Linked DNA regions of Sus scrofa: all the other regions are linked to region 1. A link is a contact called in public Hi-C data. All regions are on one chromosome and are shown on one strand. Each heading gives the region's core, a stretch centred on a gene start, on an enhancer-like site or on the middle of the called end of the contact. The rest is flanking DNA. Distances are from core to core; before and after follow the strand shown.

What was found. A called contact is a pair of places that touch in the nucleus more often than the background predicts.
Region 2: a contact with region 1 is called in a Hi-C map of embryonic fibroblasts, with 2.5 times the contacts expected there. The contact joins two enhancer-like sites. A contact is called at or near these places in 3 of 47 Hi-C or Micro-C datasets (embryonic fibroblasts and subcutaneous adipose tissue).
Region 3: a contact with region 1 is called in a Hi-C map of embryonic fibroblasts, with 2.2 times the contacts expected there. The contact joins two enhancer-like sites. A contact is called at or near these places in 2 of 47 Hi-C or Micro-C datasets (embryonic fibroblasts and retroperitoneal adipose tissue).

Annotation. Positions count from the first base shown.
Region 1 is chr15:93,487,525-93,491,777 of Sscrofa11.1, forward strand. No RefSeq gene overlaps it. Among named protein-coding and RNA genes, the nearest start is that of COL3A1, 67 kb to the right of the region's middle. Within about 2 kb of position 1,502, at least 4 of the 83 cell types and tissues checked have an H3K27ac peak or open chromatin away from gene starts, as enhancers often do. A contact at or near this core is called in embryonic fibroblasts, where this site is marked.
Region 2 is chr15:93,205,245-93,209,800 of Sscrofa11.1, forward strand. GULP1 (PTB domain-containing engulfment adapter protein 1) reads left to right here. Exons shown (of 12, transcript XM_021075382.1): 6 at 236-334. Among named protein-coding and RNA genes, the nearest start is that of DIRC1, 210 kb to the right of the region's middle. Within about 2 kb of position 2,162, at least 4 of the 83 cell types and tissues checked have an H3K27ac peak or open chromatin away from gene starts, as enhancers often do. A contact at or near this core is called in embryonic fibroblasts, where this site is marked.
Region 3 is chr15:93,895,646-93,899,723 of Sscrofa11.1, forward strand. It overlaps a transcript of COL5A2 not described here. Among named protein-coding and RNA genes, the nearest start is that of WDR75, 83 kb to the right of the region's middle. Within about 2 kb of position 2,391, at least 18 of the 83 cell types and tissues checked have an H3K27ac peak or open chromatin away from gene starts, as enhancers often do. A contact at or near this core is called in embryonic fibroblasts, where this site is marked.

The DNA of each region.
Region 1 (4,253 bases), core at 252-2,751:
TGTACTTGATGTAATTTCTTCTAATTTATATTCTAGATTATAAAGGCCCTCTAAAAATTTGTTGAATCTGATTTTCAAAATATCTATGGAGGTTTTTTCTATAATTTCAATTTGATTATTTTTCAAATATGATATGCCATTTTAATATATTCCTATCTTCAATCTTGTCTTTTATTATTTTTAACTTAATTATAGGTAGGATAATTTCTTACTCTGCCTCTAATAATTTCATAATCTGAAGTCTTCACAGTCAGTTTCCTTTTTCTCTTATTTCTTCTAGCTCACAATCATTTTCTTTGTGACTGATCATCTTTTAGTACTGGTTATATTTTTAAAATATTGAACCTGTGGAAAAGGTTCTTATGTTTCAGAAAAGATTTATATTCTTTTCTGACATATGGCTAGGAAAGATACCTGTCCGTGGTCTACTTTAAACCACGCAAACGTCTCAAATTCCTTGGATCATCCTCAGTTATAGACCTGGTTTGTAATTCCATGCAAGATTAGTTCTCTTCCTGTTTGTATTCACCAAGAAGTTGTAGCCCTTAGAGTCCAAATTAACGTGAAGATCTTCTAGTAGACTCTCCACCTTATTTTATGCCCTCAGTTTGAAATCTCTCCTCTTCATTTTAGGCAGTTTCTAATTTTTTAGATCAACAAATGCCAATAGGCAAAAGTAGCTTCTTATGCTTGTTTCCCTGCTTGATTTCTAGCATTCCATTTATTTTTGTCATTGATTATTGCTTAAAATTTTGTGATTTCCTTAAGTGTTTTAAGGGAAAATTTTATTTTTTCAAAAAATCTTTTATCTAAGTTTTAAGTTGCTGTTAGCAGGGTAAGTGTTCTGAATAACGTAGTCCATCATTATCAGAAACAGGAAGTGTCTCACAGTTTTTTCTAGGCCTTTTCATTATATTACTTCTTTTTTTCTGTTTAATTTCCTTTCCTTCCATCCGTTCTTTCCACTATCTTACACATTTGCACTGGAATCAATCCTGACTCAAATGAAAGTGATTTTCAAAATCTAAAACAGCAGAAAGTCACTGTTGCTGTTAGTCTGACCCTCATCTTTCGTTTTTATGGAGCTGGGAACAAACCCTCATCTTGAGCCCCAGGGTTTATTTTTATTTATTTATTTATTTATTTCTCTTCTGATTAAGATATCTTATAAGACATATCTTATAAAATATTTATTTTATTTATTTATTTTTTCTCTTTTGTGTATATTGTCTAGAAAGTCTGGACCAATTTTCTAATATTGTTTCAGTGACTTATTTTTCCAACTCTTTCTATTTCATTGCTGAAATCCTGTTTGTACTCTTAAAATTTCATTGCAAATGTTAAATTTGTTTAGAAAACACCATCTTGATGCAGATGTCTGACCTTTATCTCCATGTGTTATTTTCTACATGAATCATTGTTTCAGTGCTTCATTGGCCTCACACAAACCTCAGTGAGTTTCTGAACTTCTTTGGTACTGACTGCTAATGGAGTTACCTCATTTTAACCTGCTTTGTGGATGCCAGTTCTCCCTGCTGACTCACTTTGTCCCACTTCCTCCAGCAGCATATGTGGTTTACCCACAAATTTTACCCTTCTCATGGACTAAATGTGGTTCCAAATTTTGGACCCCCTCTGAGGATACTATCAGCTTATGAACAATTTCATAAACTTTCATGTCACAAAACATGACCCTTCACCATTTTTCAGTGAGAGGTACAGAAAAAAGATGAAAATTAATTAGTTTATTTAATTATTTGATTACACATTTTTCTCAAAGGTGAGATATTTAGGGATGAATACATCAATTGAGTCAGCAGTATTTTGGCCACAGCTGCAGCATGTAACCAAAGCCACAGCAGTGACAATGCCAGATCCTTAACCCACTGAGCCACCAGGGAACTCCAAGTCAGCAGTATTTTTAAAAAACTGAAAATTCCTACTAACAACAGGAATACCCCTGCTTTCGGCCATTGAAAGTTGATTGCATTGACAGATTCTCTCTCTATGAAATTTATTAAATGTACTTATCTCAATATTTTGGCTTATTTTTGGAACCCAACTCATGGAGGGAAGGCATCAGACATAAAATGTGAATTACAGCTGTGCTATTTCAAAATGAATAACGTCTACTGGGTGAGACACTGAGTCAAGGGTTTAGTTTGCAGCATAAGGAAAATATTTGTGAGTGTTGCTGGAAAAGCTGACAGCCTACCATATGCAGCCTCCCTTTTAGATAGAGAAACATGGTAACGGGAGCAAATTGCTATTTTGGCTAGAAAACTAAATGCAATTTATGTATTCACATCAGTTGTATCCAGAAGACTCTCTGTAAGTTTCATCTTCTTTTTCTTGTTTTAGAAAATAAAGTTATGGACTTTGAAAACGTTAATATAACATTAACTTCTGGTCATAAATTCGGTGGGAAATATTTTCTGGAAAAAGTCAGCAAAATTCTTATTGCTCAACATGGAATGTTATCTACAAGAGATAGTGGGCTTAAAATTGAGTTCACTAGCCATTGCTCCCACAAGCATAGGAAAGTAATATGATCGTTGTGTTGAGCTAGGCAGATTTATTGAGGTTGTGTTTTCTAACTATTCATTCATTATTCAGATAACATATAAAAATTTCTTTATTGAAAATACAGGTTCTTCATTTAGATAAGTTCTTCACATAGATCAATTTCACTAGACAGTTAATACTAAAAGTTAGAGAAAGTTTTAATTACCTTTCAGGAAGAATGGATCTAAAAATATTAGGCTGTATGTATATTTAAGGCAATTTTTAAAAAAAAATATTTGAGCTAAATTAAACTGATAGGCAAGAAATTGGCGAGTTCTTAGCTGAAATCTCAGTTTATTAATTCTAAGGGGTATTCCTTTGCTGTCATTCCTGAACCAAATTTGTACTAATACGTGAGCATGTATGAAGTATAACTTGGCTATTTATGTGATGGGATTAAAAGGGACTAATGGGATTATTGATGGAATTAAAAGAATACTGTAGTACCAGTCGAAGCAATATATTTCTAACACCATCATAAACTAGCTGTATAATTCTGAATAAAGGGCAAAACCTCTCGTTTTATGTTAGAATACTTTGAAATCATTGAAAATATAATAGTGAACAGGTCATTGAAGGGGCAAACCAAACTATTCCATAAAATCTAAGTGTTTTCCAAATTCAATCAAGTACATATTGAGCTACAAACTTAGATGGCATGAACTTGCCTCTAGTAGTTCAACTCCATCCATAGACAACACAGATAGACTAGCAGAAGTGTAGGGTAGTTTATCTGGAAAGTACTTTTCAGTCTTTCTTTTCTTTGACAATTCAAGATGAGACCAGCTACTCTGCCTGCCTGAGCAATAAGACTTCAGCATTAGGGAAGTTATGAGACAGATGCAGTACACACACAGTTAATTGAAAGCAAATGAGCTAATGAACTCTAGGGAGGCAACCATCTTGCAATATAAAACATTTTCTTGGCTTCTAAAGTAAGAATTGATTTAATAATGCAATAAATGAAGTAATGTGAAAACAGAGAGCCAGTATCAGTCAGTCAAAACCTGTTAGCAAGTTGACGAACCTGACCTCATTTTTAAAAAGCCTTTTGTATGGGCAAATAAGCATCATTATTAACAAAGTAAATAAAATACAAATATGTTTAAATTTAACAGGTAAATTTAGGGATAAATTGAAATCTTTATCAAGGACAACTGGGTTTTTAGATAGCTTGAAAAAAGTCAGAAGTCATGGTTCATCCATTTATATAAAAAGCCATAGTGATTAATTTTAACTATTGCAGTCAACTATGTCAACTATAGTCAACTATGGTCATTTATTAATGGAGTCTAATGATCTTATCCAAAATTGGTTATGTCCATTAGAGATGATCTGAAGAAGTTTTTAAGTCAATATATTTGGCACAATATAAGAGACCTGAGAGGAAAAAAAAGGGAGAAAACACAGTGAAGGGAAAGGAAATATTGTCTGTGATGACTCAACTGAGACTAGTTAAATCCTTCTGGGATTACCAACAAAAAGTCCTTTAAACTTGTTTTAAAAATCTGCTTTTTGAATTTGTTAGACATATGTGAAGTAAATTAGAACAATGATGAAATCAGGTAGTACTGCCAGCAAACTTGCCCACTGTCTCCCCCCCAACCCCCAACTTCTCTAAGGAAAAATGAAATAATGTTCTAGAGTTGAAAAATAACTCTTTTATTGTACTGTGCCAGTATGGGAAG
Region 2 (4,556 bases), core at 912-3,411, 280 kb before region 1:
CATTAAAAATGTTTTTTAAAGTTATTGGAAATTAATATGATTTTAATTACAGTAATGGAAGATTACTCTGATTTCTAAATATTTAGGTGCTGTGTGGGGTTTCTAAAAACACTTTATAATGGGTGATAATTAACTTAATGAAAGTTCAACATTGAATACAAACTCCAAATATATATTTGTGGTCATTTTACTTAGAAATGGAATTATTATTTTGTGAATAAATTTTCATTTGTAGTTTGCAAGACATATCAAGAAATCTGAAGGCCAGAAAATTCCTAAAGTTGAGTTGCAAATATCAATTTATGGAGTAAAAATTTTAGAACCCAAAACAAAGGTAAGGCTTATTTTTGAACATTGGAAGCACTCTAATCTTTAATTAATTGCAATTACATTCTTATTTTAATGAATACTTAAAATTTGTTATCCATTAAAACTCTTTAGTTCTCAGTTAACTAGACTTTAAAACTCCATAGGATTTATAGGGCAAAAAACGTCTGGGATTGCTTTCTGAGTGGTTTGTTCTTCAGTCTCTTTGAGATATCAAAATTTATATTAAGTAGATTTAATGTTATTTGGTCTGATATTTAAGAATTTTGTATTCATGTGCTGTGAAGGAAATGCATGTAAGTGTGCTTCACTGAGTGTGAAAGAAGACAAAATCTGTATGTTGTTCATCAAAAAGTCCTGGACTGACCCTTATTGCCTGTAGACATAGTCAATATCTATTGGTTTATCTCCATAATAAAATACCACAGACCTGCTGGGTCAAACAACAGAAGTTTATTTTTCATAGTCCTGGAGGCTGGAAATCCAAGTTTTTTTTTTTTTTTTTTTTGGTCTTTTTGCCTTTTCTAGGGCTGCTCCCTGTGCAGCATATGGAGGTTCCCAGGCTAGGGGGTCTAATCAGAGCTATAGCCACTGGCCTATGCCAGAGCCACAGCAACGTGGGATCCAGCCATGCCTGCAACCTACACCACAGCTCACGGCAACGCTGGATCCTTAACCCACTGAGCAAGGCCACTGATCGAACCTGCAACCTCATGGTTCCTAGTCAGATTCGTTAACCACCGCGCCACGAGGGGAACTCCTGGAAATCCAAGATTAAGTTGACAGAAGCAGGCAAGGTTTCTTCCAAGGCTTTTCTCTTTGGCTTGCAAATGGCAGCCCATCTGCTGCCTCTTAACATGGTTGTCTGTGTGCACACACCCTTAGGGTCTCTTTGTGTGTCCAATTTCCTCTTCTTTTAAGGACACAAGTCAGGTTGGATCAGAAACCACCCTGAAGATCTTATTTTAACTTAATCACCTCTTTCAAGCCTTATCTCCAAATACAGTCACATTCTCAGGCAAGGGGAATTAAGGCTTTACCATATATGTTTGAGAGGAACATAATTCAGCCTATAACACTGTATAAAATTAAAGTTCCTGTATTTAAGAGCTTTTCCTCCTACAGATCCAATGAGAAAAAAAGTTGAAAATATAATCTATTCTAGATTCATATTTATTAATATGTACTAATATGTTGTGAATGTGAATTTTTTTCACCTAAAATTCCTATGTTTAAGCCTAATCAGCAATGTGACTATATTTGGAGATAGAGCCTGTAGGGTAATTAAAGTTAAATGATGTCTTAATTGGGCCTTAATCCAGTAAGGCTACTGTCCTTACAATAAGAGAAAGAGACACCAGGGGTTTGTGAGCACAGAGGAAAAGCAATGTGAGGACACAGCAAGAAGATAGGCATCTGCAATCCAAAGGGCAAGACTTCAGCAGAAACCAAACCTTCCAACACCTTGACCTTCGACTTTTAGCCTCCAGAACTGTGAGGAAATACATTTCTGTTGTTGAAGTCACCCAGCCTGTGGTATTTTGTTATGGCAGCCCTAAAAAATAAATATAGTACTTTATTCACAGAACCTCAGAATTACTGTTTAGTAATGTTGGTAAACCACTGAAAGTCAGTTTGGAAAAATTGACTAACGTTCAACTCCAATTATTTTTCAAATATATATTATCAATACTTTCTTTTAATAATGTAGTATGCTTACTGACAAATTAATTCAACATGAAAGCCCAAGGAAACCCTGGACTATAAAAAGGTTATGAAAATATTTTTACAGATCTTGGAGTACCCTTGCAGCACGGTGGGTTAAAGATCAGCTTATGTCACTGCTGTGGCATGGGTGTGATCCCTGGTCCAGGAACTTCCATGTGACTCAGCCCTGTGAATGAATGAATCAATCAATAAATAAATAAATAAAATTGTTTCACAGGTCTGCAGTTTTCACTAGTCCAGGTTTGCCACTGATACCTTCAATCTATGTGCTTAACAACCCCTGACAATGTCTTGCTCTTCACAGTGGACTAGCAGTATCTGCATCACCTGGAAGCTTGTTAGAACCGTAAAAACGCAGGCCCTGTTCCAGACTTACTAAATCTGTAATTCAAGAAGAAACACAGTACCTACCATGCACGCTAAAGTTTGAGGAGTTCTAGTATAGTGCACAGACTGCTGGCTACATGCAGTAGCCTTCCCTTTCAAATTATAATCCGTGGAATACTTGCATCAAAATGCCTGAGACATTTGCAAAAATAAGTCCTACCCCATATCTTAGCCTACAGAATAGCCATGGAGATTTTGCCTTTTTAATATGTTTGAGGACAGCTGGACAATGGCATGGATGCACCCACAGTTACTGTTCAATTCCAACTTAAAGAATAATTACATTCCTTCAAACCTTTCAAACCATGAATTTAAGACCTCCCATAGCTGTTCTAACTTCCTCCCATTCTCTATACTCGATATTAAATAATAATTAAAGAGTTGGAGACTTCACTTTGGTTATGGTTATCCCACGATTACTATTGCCAAGATGGCTGAAAGCAGACAAAAGAAGTCATGGTGAAAGGAAACTAAATATATAGTTTTATATATATATAGTTTGCCAGGAAACAAGGCAGTTGCAAATGAGGAATTATCTACTGAACGGTGTGTCTGCTGAGATGAATTCATTAGGTAAATGGTAGTTACTAAAGAACAGTAGGCTGAGGAAGCCATAAACTACAGAGAGACAATTCAGCCAAAAGTGTAGCAACGAATGAAAAAGAAAAACAATCCTAGTCCTGCATATCCTTTTTAAAATCAAGTGCATGTCCAATTAGAACAGGTCATTTGTAGACAGTGTTTGTGTTTAAAGTTTTTTCTAAACCATATGGGTCAGTTTTGGAGTGTATGTGTGTAATTTATGAATAGATAATTTCTTACATGAATTTTAGGACTTGCTAAACACACCTTGAAATATGTAGGCCTGATAATACATGTTATGTATCTTCTACACGTGTTCTTGTTTGTTTTGATTAGAAACTACCAATAATATATCCTAGACCATAAGAATTTCACCAATACCATAATCTATAAATTATAATCTACTAAACCATTCTTCCGTTATTGAGCATTTAGAATGCTTCATTTTTTCAGTAATTAATACAGAGTTTAAGTATTAGGAAAATACAAATATGATTAAATGCAGTATATAAAGAGAACTTCTTTAGTGTTTAGAATTGACAGTTTAATAATGGCATATCTTTACAAAAGCACAAAATGTAAAGACTTAAGGATACTGCAGGATAACTAACACTGGTTTAGTATCTGGTGTGGAGTGTGTGTGTATGTATGTATGTATGTATGTACGTATGTAAAAACAGACAGAGAGGCAGGTGGATCATGGGAATCCCAAATGAATGGAAGGATGGATGAAAATGGAAGCAAAAAGCAATCTCAGTTGACTCCAATATCTTTCTTTCTGTGCCTTCATCAGAAGTTTTAGTTAATTGAGCATTGTTTCTCCTTGCTGTTGAAATGGATGAAACAGGCTATCTAGTAATGACAAAAACCATTACAATTATACAGTATACTTCCTCATTTTAATTTTGACGCTTGCAAACCACCGTTTGCTGACTACCATTTGCTTTGTATGTGGGGAAAGAATGCAGTACTGTGGATGCATTCTTTTAACATCTATTTGTATATCTCATGTACTTGTTTTCAATCTGATGAGCAGTAATGCAATTCAGTTTGGTAGATCAAATCTCAACAAGCTGACACATCAAACCTTGAACTTGGAAAGATTCAGTGACATGCTAGCTGTAGTTTTATGTATATATACACACATATATATATATATATACATGCAATATTTATTTTTGTACTGATTAACAAGGTTGATTCAGTCATTTGGATGCTGGATGTGTAGACCTCCATTCACTGCTCCAATGGAAATATTACAGAAGTTGCAAGCATGATCTTCCTTAGACAGAAGAGTTTCAGTAGTATATATATATATATGTTACCATGAAGATATGTACTGTGTAGTTATGTTTCATATAAAATTGTGTACAGATGAAGTTATGTTTTACACAGGAATGTTTATTTGCAGCAGTAAAATAAAATGAAAAGTATTTTGGTTAAAAAGCATTCTTCTAATTCTGTAACCTTGTGGAAGTATTTTAATCTCTCTAGACCTCAATATCCTCCTAAGTAAAGTTGCACAGTTTAAA
Region 3 (4,078 bases), core at 1,141-3,640, 410 kb after region 1:
ATGCAAGCACTGCGGTATTAGTGGAGCAAGGCTATTTGTGGATGGACAGGCAGGCTTTCTGTCAGGCAGCTGTACATAAAGATCTGAAGCTTTTTGAAGAGGTCTAGACTAGAGATAATGGATTTGGGAGTCTTCAGAACATAAATGGTGCCAGAAAGACAGAATATGGTAGGTTGAAATAGGGTGGTATGGAAGAGAAAATATAGTGAGAAGGGCATAGGACCAGGAACAGAGCTCTGGAAATCACCAATATTTAAGATTTTGCACAGGAGACATGAGAAATAACAATAGGAGGAGTAGGATGATAATTTATTAGAGAAGTATATAAGAAGAAAGAGGGAGTTTTCAGGAAAAAAGGAATAGTCAACAGTGTCGACTGTCACAGAATATGACCAAGAAAAGCCAAAAAGTGTTGAATCTGGCAATCTGGAGGTCCTTGGTGAATTCAAGAGTTGTTTCAATAGAAAGGGAGCACAAACTAGATTATAGGGTGTTTAACAGCAAAGAGGTGAGAAAGTAGAATAACGCTGTGGATAGAAGGAGGAAATGTTGACTGAGCTAAAACAAAGATGATACTAACGCATTAACTTATGTCATTACCTTACATTACTATATATTAATAAGTGCTAGCTGACCAAATGTGACTGAATGAATAAATACGCAGTATAGTGAAATAATTCACTTTCATAGAAAGTCAACAAGTTCTCTAACACTGCCTCTTTCAAATCAAAGTTCTCAGCATGATATGTTAATATAACTCATGATTAGCTCAAAGAAATCCTAGATTAATCACTTCATTTATGCTCATTTCTTGCCAAATGCTAATAAATGCCTGCACTAGATACAAGTAAAATCATGAGCAACTAAGGCAGCTTGAGGCAAAAGAAAGAACATCAGATTCAGTTCTGCTCCAGGTTTCTAACCATTCACTTGTATGACCTTGCACAAGTCCCTTCATCTCTCCTGGTCTTGGTTTGCTTTCTGTATTATGGAGTATGAACAGATAAGGGATAAGAGATAAGAAATAGGTATCAAGAGAGTTCTGTTATTGTAAAACCTAATTAGAACCCCACTGGTAAGGACTGAGTATTTCTGCAAGGAAAAATTACTATAGATGTCAACACCCATTTTTGTTTTGATTGTGGAGGTATACATGTATATTTCACAAGGCATATTCCATAGTAAAAATCATCACATACATATCACATGCTAAAGGACTAAATCAGGAAAGTATTTTTAATATAAATAAAAAATATGATATAATGAATTGCTACTTGATTTTTCCCATTTTTAACATTAAATATAATTTGAAATATTATTTTTCAAATACACACACACACACACACACGTGGCAAGTCAAGAAACCACACATACACATGGCAAGTCAAGAAACCACAGTTTTTAACAAACGGGATTTTAATGGAGGGAATTGTTTTCACAGGTGTTAGAGGGCTGAACAAGCAAAAAGGGAAAACCAAGGTAACCCAGGAAGCAGCCACCCCGCCTGAGGTTAGACGACCAAAAGGGAAATGGCGAGGCTAACCAGAATCTCGGAGCTAAAAGAACAAGGCCCCAGATTTGATGCTTTAAGGAAGGTGTTTGGGCTGCCTGCTGCTGGTACCTCTGTGGGAATAGGATGAGGCTGGCTCTGGAAGTGCCAAAAGGAACTGGAGGCTGGAGTCACTCCCAAAGGTTGATGATTAGGAAATGTGCCATTTTGGAACTTCAGCCAAGAAGAATGGTACAAATTTAAAAACTGGAAGAAAGTCTTATCTCATATCCTACTACTCATCCCCAATACTTTCAAGTTCCACTTTAATGACTCTAAAATTTGAGGAACAAAGTTTGCAGAGTCACAGCCCTAGCATTACAGAGTAGAGTCAGAAAGGAGGACATGGAGCTGAGAGACAACAGATAAGTAACTAACACAACTTATTTACTCAGAAAAGTGGAGGTTAACTGCATTGTAGTTAACTGCACAAAAATTAACATTGAAGAAAGTACATTAGAGAATGCAAGAATTATGGAGATTTATACATATACAAATAAGTATGTTAGAGCAGAAAAAAAGAAAACTATCCCATGTTTAAGGAATAACATGCAGAAAGAAGGAGGAAGACAAAGAAAATTTAGACTGCATGGAAAAGATCTCTATTAAAAAAGGGAAATGGCACTGGTATAAATATAATAATTACAACATTAAAACTCTAAGTAATTGACTACACCTCAAAAAAAAGTTATATGTATAGTATATTAGTGCTAAAGACCATCATGAAATGTCCCACATAATCATGGCCTCAAATTTAGTATTACTGGGCTCATATGCTCATGAGAAAACACTACTCATAAAGTGCCCTGAAGTTAAAATAGACCAACAGTGACATCTGCTGCTGCGGACTTACTTTGAAAAGGGCCAGTCTCAACACTTTAAAGTCTCCTGCCAAGACACAGGACTTCTGCTGTGATGAGTCAGCACTTCTGGAACCCATGTTTGTCATCTGTGTATTAGAAGCTTTGCTAAGCCAAGAAAGAACATGGGAAAATGAGAGAATATTTGAAAATGTAACTAAAACAAACAAAAAACAGTGGGGTGGAGGCATAAGTGATGAGAAAAAGAGGCTTCATATTGTCTTTTCTCATCCTGTTTTTCCTTTGGCTAAGTTAAGTCCACATTAATTTTGTAGTTGTCAGCAAGCATGAGCATGTCCTCAGTAAAAAGAAAGATTAACTGTAGCCAGCTTCAGTGGATTCCAACACAAAATTTACAGCATGATATCCAGACCAGAAAAGAAAAAAAGTCAAATGATCAAAGGAGAGTATGTGGGCAATATTTGGAGTTACTCTTACTTCGGAAACCTCTTCCTACGTTGATTATACCTCCTTCAACATCTGCTAACCCTCAGGCTTTTACTTTTCTAAAAGCCAAACGAGCAGAAGGTTTGAATCAAACATCATGGCTTTTAAAAATACAAATAATCACCAGAGTAAAGTGGTCAGTGGGGCTCATTTACATAAACTAATAAGTATTAGTTCAAGAAAATCATGGGTTAATTTATTTGCTCAAGAAAAAAAAATAGCAACTGATACTGAATCCCAATTCCAGTTATTACGAAAAAAGATGAACAAGAAAGGCAGACAGTGCAGTGAAGGAGAACTGAATTAGGAATTCTGACTTGTAATACAAGTTCTGACCACTCACTAAATGCATTTCCTTAAGGAAATCAATAACCTCTCTGGGCCTCAGCTTTCTCTTCCATAGTAGGAAAGGACTGGACTACATGAAAGATCGAAAATGGGTTTCAGGAGTTCTTATCATGGCATAGTGGAAACAAATCCAACTAGGAACCATGAGGTTGCCGGTTCAATCCCTGGTCTCGCTCAGTGGATTAAGGATCTGGCATTGCCATGAGCTGTGGTGTAGGTCGCAGACGTGGCTCGGATCTGGCGTTGCTGTGGCTCTGGCATAAGCCGGCAGCTACAGCTCCGATTAGACCCCTAGCCTGGGAACCTCCATATGCCGCAGGTGTGGCCCTAAAAAGACAAAAAAAAAAAAAAAAAATGGGTTTCAACTCATTTTCCTTCTTTCTTTAACTGGCAATGTCTGGTTACCAATTCTAAAGCTGCACCCGGACCTAATGGAAAAGCTGCTAACAAACTAGGAGGGTCTGCTGTAAGCAATATAAACTTGGAGGGGCAGAGTTCATGTCACATATACACAAAGTTCAGGCTAAATTATCTCTCATTTTCTGCAGCTATAAATCCTGCCATTAGCTGTTGTTTTTAGTGCACACAATGTTTCAGCTATACAAGGTGCTCAATAGATATTATTCCAATCTTTGCCATATTTTAAATAGAAGGAAACTCAGAAACATTAAAAAATTTTCTAAAAGCTGCACAACACGGCTGGACTCAATTCCTAACAAAATATCCCAACATCCTCCATTATGACTCAAACCACAACTTCTCTTATTTTAGATCATATCCGCTAAACCTCTTGCAACACAAAAGCCTTAATATCACTACACCTTATCTGATGACACCTTAATACACCCATATTCCTACTAAAAGAAAGGATGAA